3 separate regions of the Mus musculus genome follow, and all the other regions are linked to region 2. A link is a contact called in public promoter capture Hi-C data. All regions are on one chromosome and are shown on one strand. Each heading gives the region's core, a stretch centred on a gene start, on an enhancer-like site or on the middle of the called end of the contact. The rest is flanking DNA. Distances are from core to core; before and after follow the strand shown.

Region 1 (3,623 bases), core at 856-3,355, 410 kb after region 2:
TAAAACCTAACTAGATGATCTTCGTAAAGCGCTTAGAACAACAGACTGACGAACAGAAAACTCAGAGGCATTTGTTGAATACAAATGAACAAACAATGGACCCGTGTGCACACCCATAGGGTGCACACGTGCACGCACACACATGCATTAGACAGCTGTGCTTCCCTCGGAGTCATGTGCGGATGCAGAGCTTCAATCACATGTGAACTCGAGTACACACAACCCTACGGACTGACTCAGATGCCCATAAAGCCTTGTGCCGATAAACATTCAGGCACACACTGAGGAAGGATATTGTACCCAACAGCCACATGCACATATATGTGTACACACACAGAAGTCACTGAGGGAAGTTCAGCAAATAGCTCTCTCCCCCGTGTCCGGAGCACCTCCTGAACAGTCTCTGGCTTTGATTGTCCTTTGCTGGACTAGAATCGAGGCTATGGGCACAGGAGGAGGACATCAAACTGCTAGGGTGTCAGGCAAATGTTTCTCTCGTGCTCTCTGTTCACAGATGGGCAACTGAGGTGTGCAGAAAGAGAGTCGAAGGTCACACAGCTGTAGGCTGAGCTGGGGGAGCCCCACAGCTCCTGTGTCCTCGAATGTGAGACACATGCACATATATGTGTACACACACAGAAGTCACTGAGGAAAGTTCAGCAAATAGCTCTCTCCCCCGTGTCCGGAGCACCTCCGGACTGTCCTATGAAGGAAGCTACTTGCTCTGTCTCTCTAGACCTTGGTCAGGGGTGGAGTACGGGGTGGGGGGCAACAAGACCTCAAAGTCAGGCACAAAAACTGATTCAAGAATAGGTTAGGCACTTGGGATGGGACCACTAAGGGAATGAGAGGACAGAAAATCTCCCCTCTCTGAGAAATGGCTAACAGACCCTAGCCCAAGATGAGGTCGAGTTCCAGCTTTCTAGTTGTCTTCTGTTCTGAGTCTCTTTCCGCTGGGGTCCAGAGCTCTCATCCTAACCCCTTTCTTTGTCTGTCTGGCCCTCTCCACTAGTCTGTTTCTTGGTATTCACCCTCAGACCACGCACAGTACCCCCCAAAGATCAGCACACTCATGTCCCACAGCACATATCTTCTGCAAGGTGTGCTATGAGATCAGTGTCTTTTGGAAGACCTCTGTACCACACCCACCTCCCTGGGCAAACCGATTTCCACTTTGGGTAAAGCGGTCCCATTCATGCATACATCTGTGCATCTGTAGGATCCAGAGAACTGAGGAGGGCTCTAAATCCTACCCTCAAGTCTAAGTGATTTCTGACTTCTTGCACACAGCTTTGAGCACCGGGTGCAAACAAAACTTGCAAAAACGGAGCTCCCCCCGCCCCCAGCGCAGTGTGTGATACTCCACACCCAGAACCCGCTGAATCGCACAGTTACCACTGAAAAAGATACATACGACCAGAGCCATATGCTCACAGAAGCATGGTGTAGGGGAACTCCAACCACAGGTTTCCAGACCCAGGACCCCAAGCCAAGTCTTCAGAAGTGGGGAAACTTCAGGCATCTGGAACCTACGGTAAGACACCCCAAACAGAGCAGACACCAGGGTTCCTGGTTCATGGCTGGGGGGGTGGGGGCTCGGAGGTCCCATCCCAAAGTTCAGACTATAAGGAGAGCCCAAGAATTTGTGCCTACACTCGTCCCAGGAACCCCAAAGCAATTCCAGGAGTCCTGTGTTGGAGTGTGGACGGAGAGAGACTTACCAGCGCATATGCGGAGCTGAGCACTGGGCAGCAGAGAAGGAGCGCCAGGCTGGGTGCGATCCGGGCGGTCCCCATCGCCACCGCCTAGGGCCGCGTCCCTCGGGGCAGCCGCCGCCGGCCCTGGTGATGGTTGGAGGGTGCAGAGCTGCGTCAGGCCGGGCCGCCCCGCCCACGCCCCGGCCTAGGGGACCCCGGCGTCCGGGCGGCCGGAGGCCCCGGAGCCCGACGCGGGGCCCATTCGCCGAGGGCGAGCGAGAGAACGAACCGGCGCAATGGAGAGAGGGAGGGCGGAGGGAGGGAGGCAGCCTGAGGCCGGGCGGGCGGCGGGCGGGCGCCGAGCGCTGCTGAGCGGCCTGTCTGCCTCGGAGCGGAGAAATCACATCCATATGGCTGGGCCCCCCGCCCCCGGCCCGCCCCCCGCTCCCCTCCCGCGCCGCCTTTTCTTTCTTTCTTTCTCTCTGTCTTTTTTCTCCCCCCTCTTTGGGGGAACTGGGAGCCGTGGCTTCGCTCCACGCCCAGTGGGGGAGGGGCGGGGGAGGGGTCGGGGTCGCGGTCTGCGGGGGGCGACCAGGCTGTTATTTTTAGCTCCGCGGCAGTGGGCAACAGGGGAGTCGGGGCGGGGCAGGGGGCGCGTTTTGAGTTGCGCGGGGCGTGCAACTAGGGGATGCCATCCTGACTTTTGCAACCACACTGAGCCCTTCGGCGTTTCTGCCGCCAGCTCCCGGCTCTCCCGCGGCATCGTGGCCGGCTCCCCGTCTCAGTCTGGACCCCCGTGACCTTGTTGCTCACCCCCTGCACCCCATTTCCCATCTTCCGAACCCGCGCTGCGTGCGCCCGAGCGGCACGGGCGTTTCTGCTGCCCCGACGCTGAGGCTGCCTGTCTGCTTGTCAGTCGGTCCTTTGCTACCGTCCACCCACCACCCACCCTCCCCGCGCTCCCCGGCTTTGGCCTCTGCTATTCCAACGGCCCCAAGCTCGGTTTCGGTCACTCCCTCGCTCCCCCCTCCCCTCCTCTACGAAAACATTTGCAAGTTTCCAAAAAAGCCACCGAACTGAGCGGCAGCGGGGCTGGCGACTCCACAGGGCTCCGAGGAGGCGCCGCAGACTGACACGGAGACGGGGCAGCCGGGCCCGCCCTGGCCGGGCCCCGAGTCCCCTCCTGCCCGACTCCGGCCTCCCGCGCCCCGCGCGCCCGACCCCCCACCCCCATCCCCCAAGCCCCGACTTACTCCGAGCTCGCCGCCGCGGCCCCCGCCTTGCCATGAATGTCGGGGCCCCCCCGACAGCCTCCCCAAGCCAGCGCCCCGTCCGCAGCCCCGGGGGGACTTCATGGAGCTCTCGGGATCCCCCCCTGGCCTGCCTGGCCTCCAGAGCCCCCCGCCCGGCCGCTGCTCCGAGACGCCGCCCGCCTTGCGCGTCCCTCGCCTCGGCGTCTGCTGCTCCCCTCCCCCCACGGCCCGGAGCCTCTTCCCCCCCCCCTCCGCGCCCTCCCCGGGCCTCCTCCGCCCCTGCCCCCGCCACTGCCTCTCAGGCGGGTGTGTGCAGGACAGAGCCGAGCCCGCTGTCCCCCATCCCGGGACATCTCTCCAGAGACCCTGCCCCGGGTCTTTCAGCAGAAGGATAAGTGTTGCGGGGACGCAGTCTAGGGAGCTCTGACATCGGGACCTGAGAACCGTGGCTGGGACGTTGTCTCGCTTTTGCTTTATTCTTTCCTTTGGGAAAGCACAGACCACCCACCCACTACCCCGATCTTCCGGCCCTTGCTGATGAGCGGGCGGCCACACGAGAGGAGCCACTGGGGAAGCCTCCTGGTATTTCTCGCGCCGTGGGCCGCGGCGCTGCCCGTGTACCCATGGGGTTCCTGGTCTGGCTATGTGGGGACCCTGGGGAAGCTGCTCCGCC
Region 2 (3,822 bases), core at 212-2,711:
CGGGCCAATCCTGAGTTGCTGCCCCTGCACCAGACTCTTTCCTTGTACCCCTCCCATACCCATTTCTTGAGAATTGTTTAGATCTGGAAATCCCCCCACTCTCCCCTTCTCCTTTCCCCCCTGAGGGCCTATAAAAACTGGGACCTCTTTCCCCTCGAGGTCGACTCCTCTAACCCTGCGTGGGATATGAGTCATCCCCAGAGCTCTGGCTTTCCCCGAATAAAGCCTCATGTGGTTTGCATCAAGCTTGGTCTATCGTGAGTTCTTGGGTGTCTGCTATTATCCTGAGGCCTGAGCGAGAGGCTCCTCTGGGGAGTCTTTCACCACCACTGCCAGTTTGCTGGGGGTTAAGGCTCATATTCAAGGCTGGGCAAGCAGTATATCAACTGAGTTACATCTCTACCAGAAACCTGCTTTATAGAATAACCCTATTCCAAAGGCTGAAGTGGCCACCTCTGATTTGTTTTGCACGGTGACTATACTTATATTTTCTCTTCCCCCACCACTGGTGCCCTTGAGGGCAGGTACAGGGTCTGTTCTACCTTAGTATGCCTTGGGGGTGAGCAAGAGTGACACGAAAGAAGTATGTTTAAGGTAGCAAGATGGGGGCAGGTGGCCACTCTGACCTGTGACACTCAGAGAGTCAAGACATTGGTAGTGTGGTTGAGATCTCTCCACAGGCAGGCCTGAGGACAAATGGAAACATAGCAACCAGGGTTGGTGCTGTTGCTGAGTGTCTGGAACCTCACTTTCCCCAAGGCCAAATGAGAGAACACACACCATATGCTTAACTCAGCATTTACCAGAGCAGTCACTCAGCATAATCCGTTACATGTGCAAGTCGACTGGTGGCAGTTCAGAAGGTGGAAGAGACTCAGACACCCATAGTTCCTCTACGTGGGAATAAACACTGAGTATATATCTTCCACTTTACCCTATGCATTGTATTTTTAACAAAAATGGAATCCTAACACCAGCTTGGTTTTGAACTAGCTTTCATTATAAGTGCTCATTTAACATCCTTGGTGTTGGAGGCTCCTATACCTAGTTCATCAACTGAATACACTTGCTATTTAGCTCAGTTGCTTCTAATTCCCTGGTTTGTTTTTCTTTTTGATGCTGCTGTGGATCAAACCCAGGGCCCCTAGCGTCTCAGGCAAGCTCTCTACCACTGAGCCATACACCCAGCCCCGCTTCTAATCCTTTGGCACTATAAAGCATGGAACACGAGCTCTTGTGCATGTTCTCAATCACTTCCCAGGACAGTGATGCTGTCAAAACTCTGAAGTGCTACTAGCCACCTTTTTCCAGGCCACAGGCAACTCCAGTACTTCCTCTCGCAGTTGTGTGGCAGGGGACCACCAGGGGGCGAACCCGAGCCGTTGGCAGTGCCAGACTACGCATGCGCACGCCGCCGGGAGCACGTGTGGAGGGCGGCGGAGCGGGAGGGGAAAGGTAGGAGTTGAGAGGTGAAGGGGCGGGGAGCTGCGCGGGCGCCGGGCGGCCGGGAGGGAGAGGGCGGGCTCCAAACACCGGACCGCGGGCCAGGAGCGCGCAGGCCGTTCTCCGCCGCTCGGTCGCCGCCGCCCGGGAGCTGCCTCGCTGCCACAGGTACCTCAGCGCGCGTCTGCACGGTGCGGCTGGGCCCCGGCGCCGGCCTCGCGCCGCTCGTGCCCGGGAGTTCCGGGATGCGGGCGAGCCCGGGCAGGGGCGCGCGGGCGTGGGCGCTGTCCAGCAGCCCGAGGCGCGGCTCCGGAGACCGCAGTCTGGAGCTGGGGGCCGGACGGTCTCGCGTCCCCCTTCCCGACCGCGCCCCCGCCCGGGCCGAGCTGCCTGGGTCGCGATGGGTTCAGGCTGAGTGAGCTCAGGCAGGTAGGCTCGCCGCTGGATCCTGCTTTGGGGTTGTCTGGGGTTGTCTGGGTGAGGGCTAGACCCTGTGACTCAGTCCTGCCTCTTTCCGAAGATCCGATAGCCAGGCAACATGTAGATTCTCTGCTGGGAGTGCTCGGTTTCTGGTTTTATGTGTTGCTTAAACCTAAACTTTGCTCGCTTATGTTGCTTATGTTTACTTCCAGGTGGTTTTGTTGCATCAGGGTTATAATGGGATAGCGCTAGCTGCAGCGAGTCCCGGGTCCACACTGCATCTCAGAAAGTTGTGCAGATGGTGGCGATGAAGAGGAGGGCAGTGAGCCACAGGTGGCGGCGGGTGAGGGGTGGGAGTGGGAGTGGGGTCCTGGAGGTAGTCTTCCTTAGTTTAGCTTATTTATCTCTTATGGTGACGGAAGCGATGAATAAATAAGTTCATGATGATCTTGTAGTAATTCTTGTGAAGTCGACATAGGAACAGTCTTTAATGATGCGTTTGGGTGCGTTTGTAGAGTTTGCTTATGCAGTGTGCAGCCATCTCAAGGTGTGCTAAACATTAAAGCTTTTCTTAGAGTCAGGATCAAGTGTATCTAGTTAGTGCTGAATGCATTTTAGGTGTAACCTGTGTGATGCTCAAGTGAAGATTGTATGTTATGAAGTATATGCTAATGTATTTCAAATCTAAAGGCTTTTTATATATTTGCAGCGTTTCTGCTTGGCAAATATTTTGTTTGTATTGTTTTTTTAACGACCAACAGGAAATACAAGTATAAACATTATTCCTATACTCATTATTAAGTTACTTGGGGACGTGTGCCTAGGGCATTGGTCTGCCACTGAGTAACACCTGTGGCTTTTTATTTTGAGTTGGGCTTCATTGCCCAGGCTGACCACAAAGTTTCATCCTCCTGCCTCGGTTTCCTGAATATGTGGGATAGCAGATGTGTGTGCTCCTGCTCCTGCTCGGCACTCATTCTTTGGTCAGGTTGAAAAGCAAGAACTGGCTTCCCCTTACTTGAAACTCCGTTGTTGTTGAATACTCTCTTGTTACTGTGTGTGTGGGGGGGGGGGGGCGGGTGGGAAGTACCTCTCCAGATGTTTCCATGTGCTTTAAAAGTCACGGTTTGGGAACCCTACCACCCATTTAGATTACTGTCCTGAGATGGGCACAAAACCTTTACTCTTAGTTTGTGGCTAGAACACAGAACCATAAAAATTGTGATTTGCCTGAGGCCATATGTAAGCTGCTTAACTGTCCTGTTGGGAAAGGGACCATGCCTGCCGTCCGTTTGTATTTGTTAATGTGGTTGGTTAGAGTTGCCACAGTTCAGGATCACTCCAGATACTCATCTCGGCGAGCCTAGAATTCATGTGCACTTTGCTCACTTTGACAGTCTGTATCCTTCTGTTGGCTGCGACAAATACCGCATGTGTGGTTTTCATTCTCTTTCCCGTGGAACCAGTTTCCAGGGTCATCCAGTGTGTGCATGGAGAATCAGGCCTTCAAACTGTGTCTTCCGGATTCTGCCATACGAGCTCCTGACCCTGGAACTTACCACTGTTCTGAGTTGGCTAAAGAAACAAGATCCGGGTGACTTTAGCCACCTAAAGTGATCCTTGTGGGTAATATTTGTGGAATTTTTCAAGGCTCTGGCTGTTGGGCACAGCTTATCTAAAGTTCCGTAATGAACAGATGAGATGATAGTGTTAGTCTATAGGGTGAATTTCAGGCAAGTTTTCTCACTGGCCAGTTAGGGGCTGTGCCTGTATGCGAACTTGTTTGCCCGACAACAGTCCGTGTTTTCCTGCAGATGTGCCCACTGGCTTCATAGTCTCTCTATTGTTCTCTTAGCAAATGGGAGGTGGAAGAGGAGGTGGTATGAGTGGAGGAAGCAGCCTGTGTCCAAGATGGCACATCTCAGTACGGCACGGCTCTCTTTCTCTCCTCTTCCCCAC
Region 3 (3,668 bases), core at 1,168-3,667, 390 kb after region 2:
ACCTCACCCTTGCTTACCTCACCATTGCAGAAACAGTATATGATGGCAACAAAAAATCCCTGTAGAGAGAGGCACACACAATCAGGACCACATTTCGGCCCCACCCCGTGCACTCCCCAGAACCCCAGGCAGGCCGCACACCTGGAAGGAGTTGAAGAGCATCTCATAGTGCATCTGGATCTGCCACAGTGTCCCTGAGACCTCGGTGTACGGCAAGGCCATGAAGACGGTGTAGTGGACACCGAAGAGTGGCACAAGCACCAACGTGGACCTGAGCAGCTTCCTGCACATCCAGGCATGCAGGTGAGGCCACGTTCCTCACAACACAGTGCTTCCTCCTCCCACCCTAACCCACTCCAGAAGTGATGGAGGAGCTAGAGGCTCTGGCAACTGTGGCTTGGCAACCAGGCTCAGCCAAGGATGGCTCCTGCCAGGAGGCAGTGTTACTTGGGCTTCTTGGAAGCTGTCCTCCGGTAGACAAGTGCAGTCGCTGTGTCCCTGGGCCCTTTGCACCTGCTGGCATGCACTCTTTCTCCTGTGACCTAACTCTTGGGTTTCTCCTGAGGAGATGGCTTATTAGAGCCAGCCTCTATCCACCTGTCCCTTTGATTCCCTAGGGGGCAGCTGTCTGAGGGTGGCTGGGGGGTATACCACACTAGCAGACCTCACTCTAGCGTAAAGCCTGAAAGCAGGTAGCAGAGCGAGATGCAGCGCTATCGTGCTGGCAGGGCTGGAGTGGACCAGAGCCAGAGGCTCCTCTCACAAGGTCAGCCATGGGACCCGGTCTTCACTTGGGTACATGGTGTTTATACCCAAGAGCCAGAACTCACCGGTACTGCTGCCTGGTGTCACACCGGCCCGCATTGGTCTCCCGAAGCTTAGTGGCAAGCACCCGGATGATGTTGATAAAGAGGATGAAGTTGAGCTGTGGGAGGGAGCCTGATTGGAGACTGGCCATGCCATGGGCCCTACTCTGTCACTGTGTCTCTAGGTGGCTCCTAGGGCCCTTAGCTTCCCCATCTAGACTGCAGTAGGAATCATGTGGTCTTTAGGTCTTTGGGTTTCTGGTCCTTGGGATCCAGGGTAGCCATCACAGATGTTCTTGTTAAAGGTTAGTCACTGAGGCTCATAACCACGCTGCCCCCAAGCCCTGCTCACCACAACAGATGCCAGGATGGGCACCTGGATGATCCACTTCTTGTGCCCAGAGCTCAGGTCCCAGCACCTAAGGGAGGGGGAAACATTAGCCACCGGCCACCTGGAACCCGGAGTTGTCCTGCTCTGATGTGAGCCTTTAAGGACACAGGACGAGAGCTGGATGTGTCCAGGCCTCAGGCACTCATGGGCCTCTCTGGGAGTCACCTCCTGTGACTCTGAGGTGGTTCCTGGCTGAAGGCTGATCAGAAATTCCTGAGGCTGGAGCTGCTGGTGCACGGCTTCTCCCCCATGATTCATAGAAGAGGGAACCTGAGCATTTCCAGCTGTGTCAAGGTCCCGGCTCCCCCATCCCCACCACCACACATATACTTTGCCGCTTGACCTACCCAGTGTTGGCCAAGGTTGCTCTGACACCGACCCACACAGCCACGAAGACAGCCGGCAGACCTGCGTGCAGAGGCAACACGGTGAGGGGCGTGAGCTCGGCCCTAAACCCTGTGACTTTCCTCAGCCTACGGCCCCCATCCCTCACCCTAGGCACGTGGCTATTTAATGCCAACCTAACAGCCTGAGGGGCCAGCCCTCAGGACTCAATGCAGCTCTCTGCCCCATTTAGGTTCCTTGCTTCCTGTGAGCACCTGTGCATACCTGCTGGGCATATGCAAAAACTAACACTGGTATGGACAGCTCATTCTGCTCTGGTCTTAGAGCACCCATGGGGAGAGAGCTGGTGACTAGCAATCGTTCTGTTCTGAAACTCCCTCTCCAAGCCTGGATTGAAAGGTCCTAGCGTTCACGGATGAGGTAGATAAAGTAAAGGTTAGCTTCCAGGGTGAAGGGAGCCCGATTCCCCTCCCTCAGCTTCATTCCCAGCCTGGTGGATCCTTGGAGGGAAAAGGTGTCACCTGGGTTTGTGGTAAGGGTGTGACATTCCCAGATCATAAGGTTCTGTGTGCTCCCTAATCCACATGTTTCCAGCCCACCCACATGCCTTCTAGCCAGCAGCTTGTGTTAGTTCCTGGAACCAGGCCCAGATCTGCCCGGCTCTGGGACTTGCCATGGTGAGGTCAGGGATAGGGCATGTGCCAAGGGCCAAGGAGGCTGTGGAGATGAGGGTTCTCTAGATGCTGAGCCCAGGAGCCTCGAGCCACTGGCCTACCCCTCCACAGTCTGGCAGCTTTCCCCAGGGCCCAGCCAAGCTCTGCAGCTGCCAGCCACGATGAACAATTATCAGTAACCAGATCCTAGGACCCAGGTGGGGGGGATGGTAGGACCGCAGCATCCCGGAAAGCAGCCGCTGCGCTGCAGAGAGGCTGAAGCTAAATGGGACTGAGCTCTGGTCCTGTGGCTCTGGACCTCACCTCCTGGTAACAGATGCAAGCCCCGCCCTCACCCTCGGGGATCTGGGTAGGAGGCTCCAGACTACACCCCCAACCCCAGGCTGATTGCTGACTGAAGATCTCACTCTGGTCCCAAGTTTAACCTCATCTCGTCCCCAGGAATTATCACCCGAGGAGAGCTGAAATGCCAGGCAGGCCAAGGCAACAGCACCCGGTGAACCCTGCCCATAGTCACGCTGAGTCCCTTAAACCTGGAATGGAGTTAAAGTCACAGCAGGATGGGCAGGCCCCCAGCCTGCTACAAAACAAGAGAGGCAGGACATGCCCCCTGAGAGCGCCTTACTCAAGACCCAACCCACCACACTGGTCTCCGTACCCCAGCCAAAGATGGTGAAGCCCCACAGATACTTCTTCTCTGAGAAAAAGGCCATGAAGATGAGGCTGTGTAAGTACAGTCCCTCCACCAGAATCCAGTAGTAGTTGGTAGCCAGGAAGTAGAGGAAGAAGGTCACGGCCACACGGCAGCCAGCCTAAGAGACCAACCACAGTTAGTTCCAAAAGGTAGAACCTGCATCCTATAGGCAAGGTTTGGTCGCATTAGGGGGAGAAGGAAGTTAACTCTAGGCTGCTGGGTTGGGCTGCTGTGGGGGTGGGGTGTTAGCAGCAGGTAGCAAGGCAATGGGGAGGAGAGGCTGGGGCGCTCCAGTGTTGGGGAAAGGGGGTCACTGGGAGTCGCTAGCAGTAAGGGGGGGGGGTAGGTGGTGGTGGGGTGAGTTGAGCCGCGTGAGGGTCCCTGTGAGGTGGGTTTGCTGGCCTAAAGCTGGAGGAGGTAGCAAGAGACAGGCAGAGGGAGGGATAGGCTGCAGGTGCGAGGGACATGGTGGGTGGCAGAGGGGCACTCACGTAGCCAACGGCGGCAGCGGCGGGCGGAGGCGGCACCTGCGCGATGATATGCAACTCTTCCTCCGTGAGGCGCTCGGCCTCATCCAGCGTGAAGCCAGAGTAGAGCACAGCGTCCTTCACGAAGATGCTCGCGGCGCGCAGCATAAACGACAGGAACATGTGCATGTGGATGTAGTTGCGCGTGCAGTGCAGCCGCCTGCGGGCGTGCGACATCACCTTGGGTGAGGGCACGGGGGTCGGGGGGGAGGACGCAGCGGTGGGCAGGAA

What was found. Promoter capture Hi-C pulls out the DNA fragments that hold promoters and counts their contacts. Capture Hi-C pulls out chosen DNA fragments and counts their contacts.
Region 1: a contact with region 2 is called in a promoter capture Hi-C map of liver, with 2.5 times the contacts expected there. The contact joins the promoter of Pth1r here to the promoter of Scap in region 2. A contact is called at or near these places in 7 of 39 promoter capture datasets (the HPC-7 cell line, cranial neural crest, embryonic stem cells and 4 more), 5 of 115 datasets of contacts at active chromatin or transcription factors (the 230-238 cell line, bone marrow-derived dendritic cells, bone marrow-derived macrophages and 2 more) and 2 of 9 other capture datasets (adipose tissue and liver).
Region 3: a promoter capture Hi-C map of hippocampal neurons shows a contact between it and region 2, with 2.3 times the contacts expected there. The contact joins the enhancer-like site here to the promoter of Scap in region 2. A contact is called at or near these places in 3 of 39 promoter capture datasets (embryonic stem cells, hippocampal neurons and pre-B cells), 5 of 115 datasets of contacts at active chromatin or transcription factors (bone marrow-derived dendritic cells, bone marrow-derived macrophages, embryonic stem cells and 2 more) and 2 of 9 other capture datasets (embryonic stem cells and liver).

The regions. Positions count from the first base shown.
Region 1 is chr9:110,740,505-110,744,127 of GRCm38.p6, forward strand. It overlaps Pth1r (parathyroid hormone 1 receptor), which reads right to left and starts at 2,106. Exons shown (of 14, transcript NM_001083936.1): 1 at 1,722-2,106. The coding sequence starts at 1,796. It overlaps Gm35775 (a long non-coding RNA gene), which reads right to left and starts at 1,298. Exons shown (of 2, transcript XR_379891.3): 1 at 1-1,298.
Region 2 is chr9:110,331,895-110,335,716 of GRCm38.p6, forward strand. It overlaps Scap (SREBF chaperone), which reads left to right and starts at 1,462. Exons shown (of 23, transcript NM_001001144.3): 1 at 1,462-1,611.
Region 3 is chr9:110,723,569-110,727,236 of GRCm38.p6, forward strand. It overlaps Pth1r (parathyroid hormone 1 receptor), which reads right to left. Exons shown (of 14, transcript NM_001083936.1): 7 at 3,402-3,597; 8 at 2,875-3,028; 9 at 1,545-1,605; 10 at 1,159-1,225; 11 at 831-925; 12 at 142-283; 13 at 18-59. Among named protein-coding and RNA genes, the nearest start is that of Gm35775, 16 kb to the right of the region's middle. Within about 2 kb of position 2,418, at least 38 of the 459 cell types and tissues checked have an H3K27ac peak or open chromatin away from gene starts, as enhancers often do. A contact at or near this core is called in hippocampal neurons, where this site is marked.